Regions from separate parts of the Macaca mulatta genome. Here region 2 is linked to region 1. Evidence: chromatin contacts called from public Hi-C data. All regions are on one chromosome and are shown on one strand. Each heading gives the region's core, a stretch centred on a gene start, on an enhancer-like site or on the middle of the called end of the contact. The rest is flanking DNA. Distances are from core to core; before and after follow the strand shown.

Region 1 (4,487 bases), core at 1,175-3,674:
GGCCCACCAGTGCAGAAGTCTTTTAAAACACTGTACAACCCTCAGTCAAGGCTGGACCCTGGCCTGCACACGTCCCCTCCTGTGGTCTGTGGTGGTGGCCCCACCAGCCTCCACACCTAGGCCACTACCCTAGTCCCGGAAAAAAAGAGGTATGGGAGCTTAGGACTATGAAGGCCTCATCTTGGTCCTTCTCTTCCCCAAGACTACAGTCCATTCCTACACGGCCACCCAGAAGACAGTGGATGGGCCATCAAAGAAGGCCTGGAGAGATGGGCGGGGTGCCCACCAGAACATCATCCCAGCCTCCACTGGGGCTGCGAAAGCCGTGACCAAAGTCATCCCAGAGCTCAAAGGGTATGAGGACAAGAAGCCGCAACCAGGGTGGGGGCATACCCCGGGAGGACTGGACTGGCCCTCAGTCCTTAAGGGGAAAGCAGGAGCCTGGCCCGGCCACAGGGCAAGGGGGATTGGAGGGCAACGTCCCTAAGTTCTGACTCCTGTTCTTCATGGGGGATTCTCCAGGAAGCTGACAGGGATGGCATTCCGGGTACCAACCCCGGATGTGTCTGTTGTGGACCTGACCTGCCGTCTCGCCCAGCCTGCCCCCTACTCAGCCATCAAGGAGGCTATAAAAGCAGCAGCCAAGGGGCCCATGGCTGGCATCCTTGCCTACACCGAGGATGAGGTAGGGGCTGAGGAGAGGAGACCCTGGGAGGAGCCCTCTGGGGAGGGACATGATTTCCACTTGCCAGGGAGCTGCTCTCAATGTGTCAAGACAGAAACTGCAGGGCGGGAAGGGAGATCTCCCTGCCTCAGGGCCTTTGCACTTCCTGTTCCTTTGGTCTGGAATGCTTGCCCCCCCCAGATGACCACACAGTCTGTCCTTACTTCCTCCAAGTCTCTACTTCAACCTCCCTCTTCAGCAAGGCACCCCCTCAAAAGATGTTCTTTCTGTGGCCCTATTCCTCACCTGAAATTTCTTGTCAGTCACTGTTGATCCCAATGGTGTGTGCATTCCAAGAAAACAGGGATTTAGGGGCTGCGTTTTCACTTTTCTGGCTCCAACCTGGCAGACAGCAGGTGACCAATACATGCTTAGTGAACAAAAGACAACAGTTCTCATTTTTTTCAATACTTGTTCAGGGCCAGGCCATGGCCAGGTGCCTTCTCTGTGAGGAGTGGATGCCATGGTCATGGTGGACCCCGTACATCTACCTTGGTGCTGTCTCCCTGCATTAACTCCTGCAGGTCCACTTTCCCACAGTCGCCAGGATCTTTTGTTTTAATGGAATCACACTGCATCACCCATTTTCAGGAGTGAAAACACTCTTGTGGCCTTTCCTGACACTAGGGCTAAAACCCTCAGGTTCTCCGTTCCTGCAGCTCCTTCCACCTCAGACGCTGTGTTGAGGGCCAGAGCCAGTGAGATCTTCCTAGTCATCTAGACTCAGGCTCATGGCCACCCCTCAGAGAGGCCCTCCATACTGGCCCATTTCAAATGCTTGCATTATTCCTAGGAAAGGGATGTACTGGTACAGCATGAGGGTGTTTGTGACCTGTGCCCTTTGGTCAGACCCCAGTAGAGTGCCTTGGTCCCTGTCCCCAGAGACTGAACACAGTAGGGCTGCATCAAAAATAGATGAATGCATGGATGGGCGATAGAGCTAAGAGCACTGTCAGCTCCTGGAAGTCCTTGCTCTGCCGGACACACTTATCTTTGAAATTCTGACGCCCAGGTCGTCTCTACGGACTTCGTCGGTGATAGCCACTCGTCCATCTTCGATGCTAAGGCCGGCATTGCGCTCAATGACAATTTCGTGAAGCTCATTTCATGGTAAGGGGAAAGGAGCTGGAGACTTGCAGGGGAACTAAGGGGTGGTCGGAAGGAACCCCCTTGAGCCTGCCAATCCCTCCTCCACAGGTACGACAACGAATATGGCTACAGTCACCGGGTGGTCGACCTCCTCCGCTACATGTTCAGCCGAGACAAGTGAAACGGAAAGGTCCCTTCTTTCCTTCCCAGGGGCCAGGGCCGGTACATGTGCCTCCCGTTCCTGCATCTGGCTGCCCGGGGGAGGAAGGGCACCCGGGGCGGACGCCCCACGCCGCTGGGTCCATGGTGAAATAAAAAACAGTGCTCACAGCTGCGTCCCGTATTTCTGCGCCGGTCACGGCGGGTTCTGATCCGGGTTTGAGGCCCGCCCCACCCTTACTCGATCGCCTGCGCCCACGGGCGAGGGGTCGCGCTTGACGTCAAGCCGGGTTCCACTTCGGGAGACGGGGACAGCGATGGCAGCGGGAGAGGTCCCGCATGGCCGGAAGTCACTCCCCACAGCGCTGGGCCGGGAGCGCTGGCAACCGGGCCCGGCCACGGGCGCTCTGACGTCACTGGGCGCGACGCCCCGCGCCGAGACTACTGATCCCAGAAGGTCGCGCGCTGGCCCCCGCCAGTCAGGTGGGCGCCAGGCCCTGGCCGTGGCGAAAGTACCGGCGGAGCCGGAGACCCGCTGCCGGAGACGCCGCCTCGCGATCCCCGCGCGGGCGGGACCGGGCGGCCAGCGTCATGACCCTGTTTCACTTCGGGAACTGCTTCGCTCTCGCCTACTTCCCCTACTTCATCACCTACAAGTGCAGCGGCCTGTGAGTGCGGGAAGGGCGCGGGGCGGAGAGGGCGCGGGGCCCGGGCCGAGCCTCACCTCCCGCTTCTCCAGGTCCGAGTACAACGCCTTCTGGAAATGCGTCCAGGCTGGAGTCACCTACCTCTTTGTCCAACTCTGCAAGGTAAGGGCCGCCGGAATCCACGTGTTCTGGCCCCCAGGCTCTGCAGACCCAGGGACCCGCCCCCGTTGCGTATCCCCCGCCACGGTGGGACCGCCCTCGGGACTCAGCGTAGGGAGGCGTCAGGATACCTAGAAAGGATAGACTTTAAAGAGGGCACGACCTGAGAAGAGGCCTAAAAGCAACTTTTGCGTCGCACTTAGTAAAACTGAGAAAACGTCAGTAGTGTGGTTGGCTAAGAGGTGTTTTTTTTTTTGGTGCGATTAAGAGTGATCACTGATTCCCTACATGCTGTTAACACTGCCCAAGGAGCAGCACCTTCAAACCTGACTCAGATGCCCTGTGATCACCCAGAACTCCAACTTCCAGCCCCCTCGGGGACCCGGGGACCTATCCTCTATCTCCCCCATTCCTGTAATCTTGCCACCATCTGGTGGTTCCTCTTCCAGATGGGTCCCCAGAACCTGTCCTGCCCTCCTCATACCCACGAACTTCCCACAAATCCCACGTGGTTTATCTTGATCCCCTCACCTTGAAGTGACCTCTTTCTGCTTTCTCTTCTCAGATGCTGTTCTTGGCCACTTTCTTTCCCACCTGGGAAGGCGGCATCTATGACTTCATTGGGGTGAGAGGGGCCAGGGAAGGGCAGGGCATGCAGGAGCGGGGCTCCCTGTCCCCTGTGCTTACTTAAGCCTCAACCTGACCCGCAGGAGTTCATGAAGGCCAGCGTGGATGTGGCAGACCTGATAGGTCTAAACCTTGTCATGTCCCGGAATGCCGGCAAGGGGGAGTACAAGATCATGGTTGCTGCCCTGGGCTGGGCCACCGCTGAGCTTATTATGTCCCGGTGCGTGCAGCAGCCTGGAACCCAGACACCTGAGAAGGGACACCTGGGTTCCACGGGGGTGCTGGAGGGCAGGGGCTCACAGCCTGGTACTGAAGGTGTCTGGGTACTGGAGAATCCCATCCTTTGCCTTCCTCAGCTGCATTCCCCTATGGGTCGGAGCCCGGGGCATTGAGTTTGACTGGAAGTACATCCAGATGAGCATAGACTCCAACATCAGTCTGGTAGGCAGTCCTGCTCTCCCACACACACATTTCTGCTGGCGGCCATACTCCTATCGAGGCCTGGCCCCAACTTTCCGCCTCCCTCCAGGTCCATTACATCGTCGCATCTGCTCAGGTCTGGATGATAACACGCTATGATCTGTACCACACCTTCCGGCCGGCTGTCCTCCTACTGATGTTCCTCAGTGTCTACAAGGCCTTCGTGATGGAGTGAGCTGGGTGGGGTTTAGGGCTGGGTCCAAAGTGGGGTGGGTTATCTAGTCTCCCTCCCTCATGGTGACATTTTCCTGCAGGACCTTCGTCCACCTCTGCTCACTGGGCAGCTGGACAGCCCTACTGGCCCGAGCAGTGGTAACGGGGCTGCTGGCCCTCAGCACCTTGGCCCTGTACGTCGCCGTTGTCAATGTGCACTCCTAGGCTTGGTGTCTCAGATACTGATGTACCCTTTCCCTGACTCGCTTCAGGTTTTAGTGAAGTAAACAGTATTTGGAAAGTTGCTGCTGCCTCCATTTCTCTCTCTCTTGGGAACTGTCTCCCAATACCGTGCCCACCTGGGTCCCAGAGGCCCTGGTTCTGGCTCAGGAGCCAGGTAGACAAGCTGGAAGCTAGCCAGTCACTGGCTTATCCCATGTCCTGTTCCT
Region 2 (4,487 bases), core at 1,411-3,910, 80 kb after region 1:
CTCTGCTGCCCAGGCTGGAGTGCAGTGGCCGGATCTCAGCTCACTGCAAGCTCCGCCTCCCGGGTTCACACAATTCTCCTGCCTCAGCCTCCCCAGTAGCTGGGACTACAGGCGCCCACCACCTCGCCCGGCTAGTTTTTTGTATTTTTTAGTAGAGACGGGGTTTCACCGTGTCAGTCAGGATGGTCTCGATCTCCTGACCTCGTGATCCGCCCACCTCGGCCTCCCAAAGTGCTGGGATTACAGGCTTGAGCCACCGCGCCCGGCCGACTGTGGTCTCTTAAGTGCCATTTCTGACTAAGAACTAGGGACTCTTGTGAAAACAGCTGATTCTAGGTCTGGGGCAAGAAATGTGCAAAATGTGTACAGGATATTTTGTGCCAGGAAGCAAAGAAGTCCTCCAAGACTACTGTGGCCAAGTCAAAGGAACTCAGGAGCCAGTCTGAACGGCTCTCACTGGCCAAAGGTGGGGCATGTTGAGCAGTAAAAAGAACCACAGTGGTTTGAAGCACATCAAATATGCCTGAATCTGTAAGTTCATGTTGATACTCATATACCTCATTGAAATCACCTTTGAAGAATACTAGGCACCCATTCATTATTTTGAAAAATTTTATATATAAAAGAAGCATGTTCTCTATTTTTCTTATACGTACAAGTAACCAATTTTTTTGTTTGCTTGTTTGTTTTTTTGAGACAGGGTCTCGTGCTGTCGCCCAGGCTGGAGGGCAGTGGTGAGATTTTGGCTCACTGCAACCTGTGCCTCCTGGGTTCAAGTGATTCCCCTGCTTCAGCCTCCCAAGTAGCTGGGATTACAGGAGCGTGCCACCATGCCCAGCTAATTTTTGTATTTTTACTAGAGACTGGGTTTCGCCATGTTGGCCAATCTGGTCTCGAACTCCTGACCTCAGATAATCTGCCTGCCTCAGTCTCCCAGAGTGCTGGGATTATAGGTGTGAGCCACTGTGCCCGGCCTAAGTAACCAAATTTCTGATGAAGAGGTTATTTATGGAAGAATCACAACTAATAACTTCAGAGAAAATACTAGAATTCAAAAACCACTATTTGCCATGAATTAATTAAGTGATGGATACAAGTAATGATGATGAAGGGCTACTAAAACTATTAGGGGAAAGGTTGATTGGGCTGTCTCAAAAAATAATAACAAAAATAAAAGGCCAGGCATGGTGGCTCACGCCTGTAATCCCAGCACTTTGGGAAGCTGAGGTGGACAGATCACTTGAGGTCAGGAATTTGAGACCACCCTGGTCAACATGGTGAAACCCCATCTCCTCTAAAAATACAAAAATGAGCCAGGCATGGAGGCACAAGCCTGTAATCCCAGCTACTCCAGAAGCTGGGGCAGGAGAATAGACTGAACCTGGGAGGTGGAGGTTGCAGTGAGCTGAGATGGCACCTGCACTGCAGCCTGGGTGACAGCGAGACTGTCTCAAAACAAATACATAAATTAAAATTAAAATACAAAATAAGAGTGTCAGACCTCTGAGCCCAAGCTAAGCCATCATATCCCCTGTGACCTGCAGGTATACATCCAGATGGCTTTAAGCAACTGAAGATCCACAAAAGTGAAAATAGCCTTAACTGATGACATTCCACCATTGTGATTTGTTCCTACCCCACCCTAACTGAAACGATATATTCTCCGCCCACCTTTAAGAAGGTACTTTGTAATATTCTCCCCTGCCCTTAAAAAGGTACTTTGTAACATTCTCCCCTGCCCTTAAGGTACTTTGTAACATTCTCCCCGCCCTTGAGAATGTACTTTGTACGCCTATCCCAAACCTGTAAGAACTAATGATAATCCCACCAATCTTTGCTGACTCCTTTTTCGGACTCAGTCCGCCTGCACCCAGGTGAAATAAACAGCCTTGTTGCCCACACAAAGTCTGCCCAATTGGTGCTCTCTTCACACGGACGCGCGTGACAAAGAGAAGAATAGATCAAGTGAAATCCAGACGTGTTGAATATTGGTAGCGTTTGAGAGGTACTTAAGAGTTCGTTATACTATTCCCCCTAATGTGCATGTTTGAAAATACTCAGAATAAAACACTTGTGAGGGCTACGGGGATAAAAAGAAAAAAAAAAAAAAAGGGTCAGCTGTGGCCCAAGAAAGGACAGGGACCAAGCCCACGGACGTGCTCCTCTGAGTTGCACTAGTCTCTGGGCCTTGACTCCCACACTGAACAGCCTCCTCAAAAGTCTTCAGCTGTCGTCCAGGAAGCCCGGGTCAGGCGCTTCCTCCTGGGCGTCTCTGGTCTTCGTGGGAACCACAGGTCGGGTGTCAACCTGGGGACCCCAGGCCTCCCAGCCTTGCCCAATCCTGGGGTTGACGCAGACTTTAGCGTCTTTTTAAACTTCCGGCGCAGGCTCCGCGGTGGCACAGGACGGTCCTCCGAAGTTTCCTGCGTTCTCAAAGGTCCAGATTCCACATTGGGGATGGGCCCAACTGACTTTGCTTCGCTCTCATTAGCCCGTGGGCCGCCAGGAAGGCGGGGCCGCCTCTCTTCGCTGTGCTCTCATAGGCCCAGGTTCTTGCGTTCTTGTGTCCTTCTCTCACTCTGATTGGCCTGTAGTCCCCTGAGGGTGTGGAAAAATCTCATTGGCTCTCGCGTCCGAACGTATGACGTCATGCGCCACCGCCCGTCGCTTTCGCTGGACGTCATCGTCGGGAGCCCACCCAGACGAAGGCTGAGAGTAGACAGCAGAACCAGCGGCGGCAGCTAAGCTGAGACAGTAGTAGCGGCGACAACGACGGCGGCAGCGATGGCTGGGGCGGGGCCAGCCCCGGGACTCCCGGGTGCAGGAGGACCCGTGGTCCCGGGTCCTGGCGCTGGCATCCCGGGCAAGAGCGGCGAGGAACGCTTGAAGGAAATGGAGGCGGAGATGGCCCTGTAAGGCCCGCGACAGGGAGTAATAAAAGTCGTCCCAGAGCCAGAGCCACCGAATCCCGGAGCCTCCAGGCCTCGATAGGCCAGAGATACGGCTCTAACATGGGGAAGTGGGACCTTCGGGATTGTGGGGGCGGGGATAGGGGAGAGGTTGGCAGGGGTGAGGGTCCCCTCGCGATATACCCAGAGTTACAAAATTGGTACGAGGTCCTGAGCGCTGGTGTCTGTTCTTCTCCTCCAGGTTTGAGCAGGAAGTTCTGGGGGCTCCAGTACCCGGAATCCCAACTGCTGTGCCTGCGGTGCCCACGGTCCCCACGGTCCCCACGGTAGAAGCGATGCAGGTCCCAGCGGCTCCTGTGATCCGTCCAATTATCGCGACCAACACATACCAGCAGGTACGGCTGAGCTAAGGCATATAAGTTAGGGAACACAATGCCTCGAACACGGTAGGTGTTTGTGTAGAGAGCTGTTGACGTTTTAGCTTGTTGACTAATTAGCATGACAAATATTTTATGTGCCAGGCACTGAGAACACAGTAATGACTGAGGGAGACATTTCTGCCCTTTGGGCGCTTATATTCTAGAGCATGTTGTCCAGTAGAGCTTTCTGCAATGATGAGAATGTTCTGATATATTTTAAATTCATATTTAATAGTTCGTTATTCTCAGTCACATTTCAAGTGCTCAGTAGCCAGCTATATATGACTAGTAGAGAAAGAGAGAAATTATTGAGAATAGGCTGGGCGCTGGGTGCGGTGGCTCACACCTGTAATCCCAGCACTTTGGGAGGCTGAGACAGGCAGATCACAAGGTCAGGAGATCCATCTTGGCCAACATGGTGAAACCCCGTCTCTACTAAAAATACAAAAATTAGCTGGGTGTGGTGGCACGCGCCTATAGTCCCAGCTACTTGGGAGGCTGAGGCAGGAGAATCACTTGAACCTGGGAAGCGGAGGTTGCAGTGAGCCAAGATTGCACCACTGCACTTGAGACTGGTGACAGAGCGAGGAGACCAGTGACAGTGGAGTGAGCAAAGAGGAAAGTGGGAGGAAATAAGGACAGAGAGGTGAGGCCAAATCTTGGAGAGCCTTACAGCCATTTTAAGAACCCTGGCAGCCAGGCACAGTTGCTCTTGCCTGTAATCCCAGCACTGTGGGAGGCCAAGGCAGGTGGATCACGAGGTCAGGAGTTCAAGACCAGCCTGGCCAACATGGTGAAACCCCATCTCTACTAAAAATACAAAAATTAGCCGGGCGTGTCGGCGGACTTCTGTAGTCCCAGCTACTCAGGAGGCTGAGGCAGGAAAATCACTTGAACCCAGGAGGCGGAGGTTGCAGTGAGCCAAGCTTGTACCACTGCACTCCAGCCTGGGCGACAGAGCGAGACTCCATCTCAAAAAAAAGGAATAGACTGTAAAAGACAAGGGCAGAAGCCAGGAGATGGAGGAAGGGGCTAGTACGGTAATCTAGACAGGAGCTAATGGTGGCTTGGATGGAGGTTGTGCATGTTAGATGGGGAGGAGGTTGGACACAGTTGCAGTCGGTGCTAAGTGCTGTGGGGAAGACGAAATAAGGTGGTG

What was found. Hi-C and Micro-C count contacts between places; a contact is called where the count stands out from the background.
Region 2: a contact with region 1 is called in a Hi-C map of fetal cortex germinal zone, with 2.0 times the contacts expected there. The contact joins the promoter of RBM42 here to the promoter of TMEM147 in region 1. A contact is called at or near these places in 2 of 14 Hi-C or Micro-C datasets (cortical neurons and fetal cortex germinal zone).

The regions. Positions count from the first base shown.
Region 1 is chr19:46,807,726-46,812,212 of T2T-MMU8v2.0, forward strand. It overlaps TMEM147 (transmembrane protein 147), which reads left to right and starts at 2,425. Exons shown (of 7, transcript NM_001194024.2): 1 at 2,425-2,640; 2 at 2,712-2,781; 3 at 3,344-3,403; 4 at 3,489-3,625; 5 at 3,762-3,846; 6 at 3,935-4,056; 7 at 4,140-4,339. The coding sequence starts at 2,564. The coding sequence ends at 4,263. It overlaps GAPDHS (glyceraldehyde-3-phosphate dehydrogenase, spermatogenic), which reads left to right. Exons shown (of 11, transcript XM_001095332.5): 8 at 203-354; 9 at 523-685; 10 at 1,737-1,834; 11 at 1,922-2,143. The coding sequence ends at 1,994. LOC144329402 (a long non-coding RNA gene) reads right to left here and starts at 2,381. Exons shown (of 3, transcript XR_013410509.1): 1 at 971-2,381.
Region 2 is chr19:46,887,361-46,891,847 of T2T-MMU8v2.0, forward strand. RBM42 (RNA binding motif protein 42) reads left to right here and starts at 2,661. Exons shown (of 10, transcript NM_001194049.2): 1 at 2,661-2,912; 2 at 3,151-3,304. The coding sequence starts at 2,785.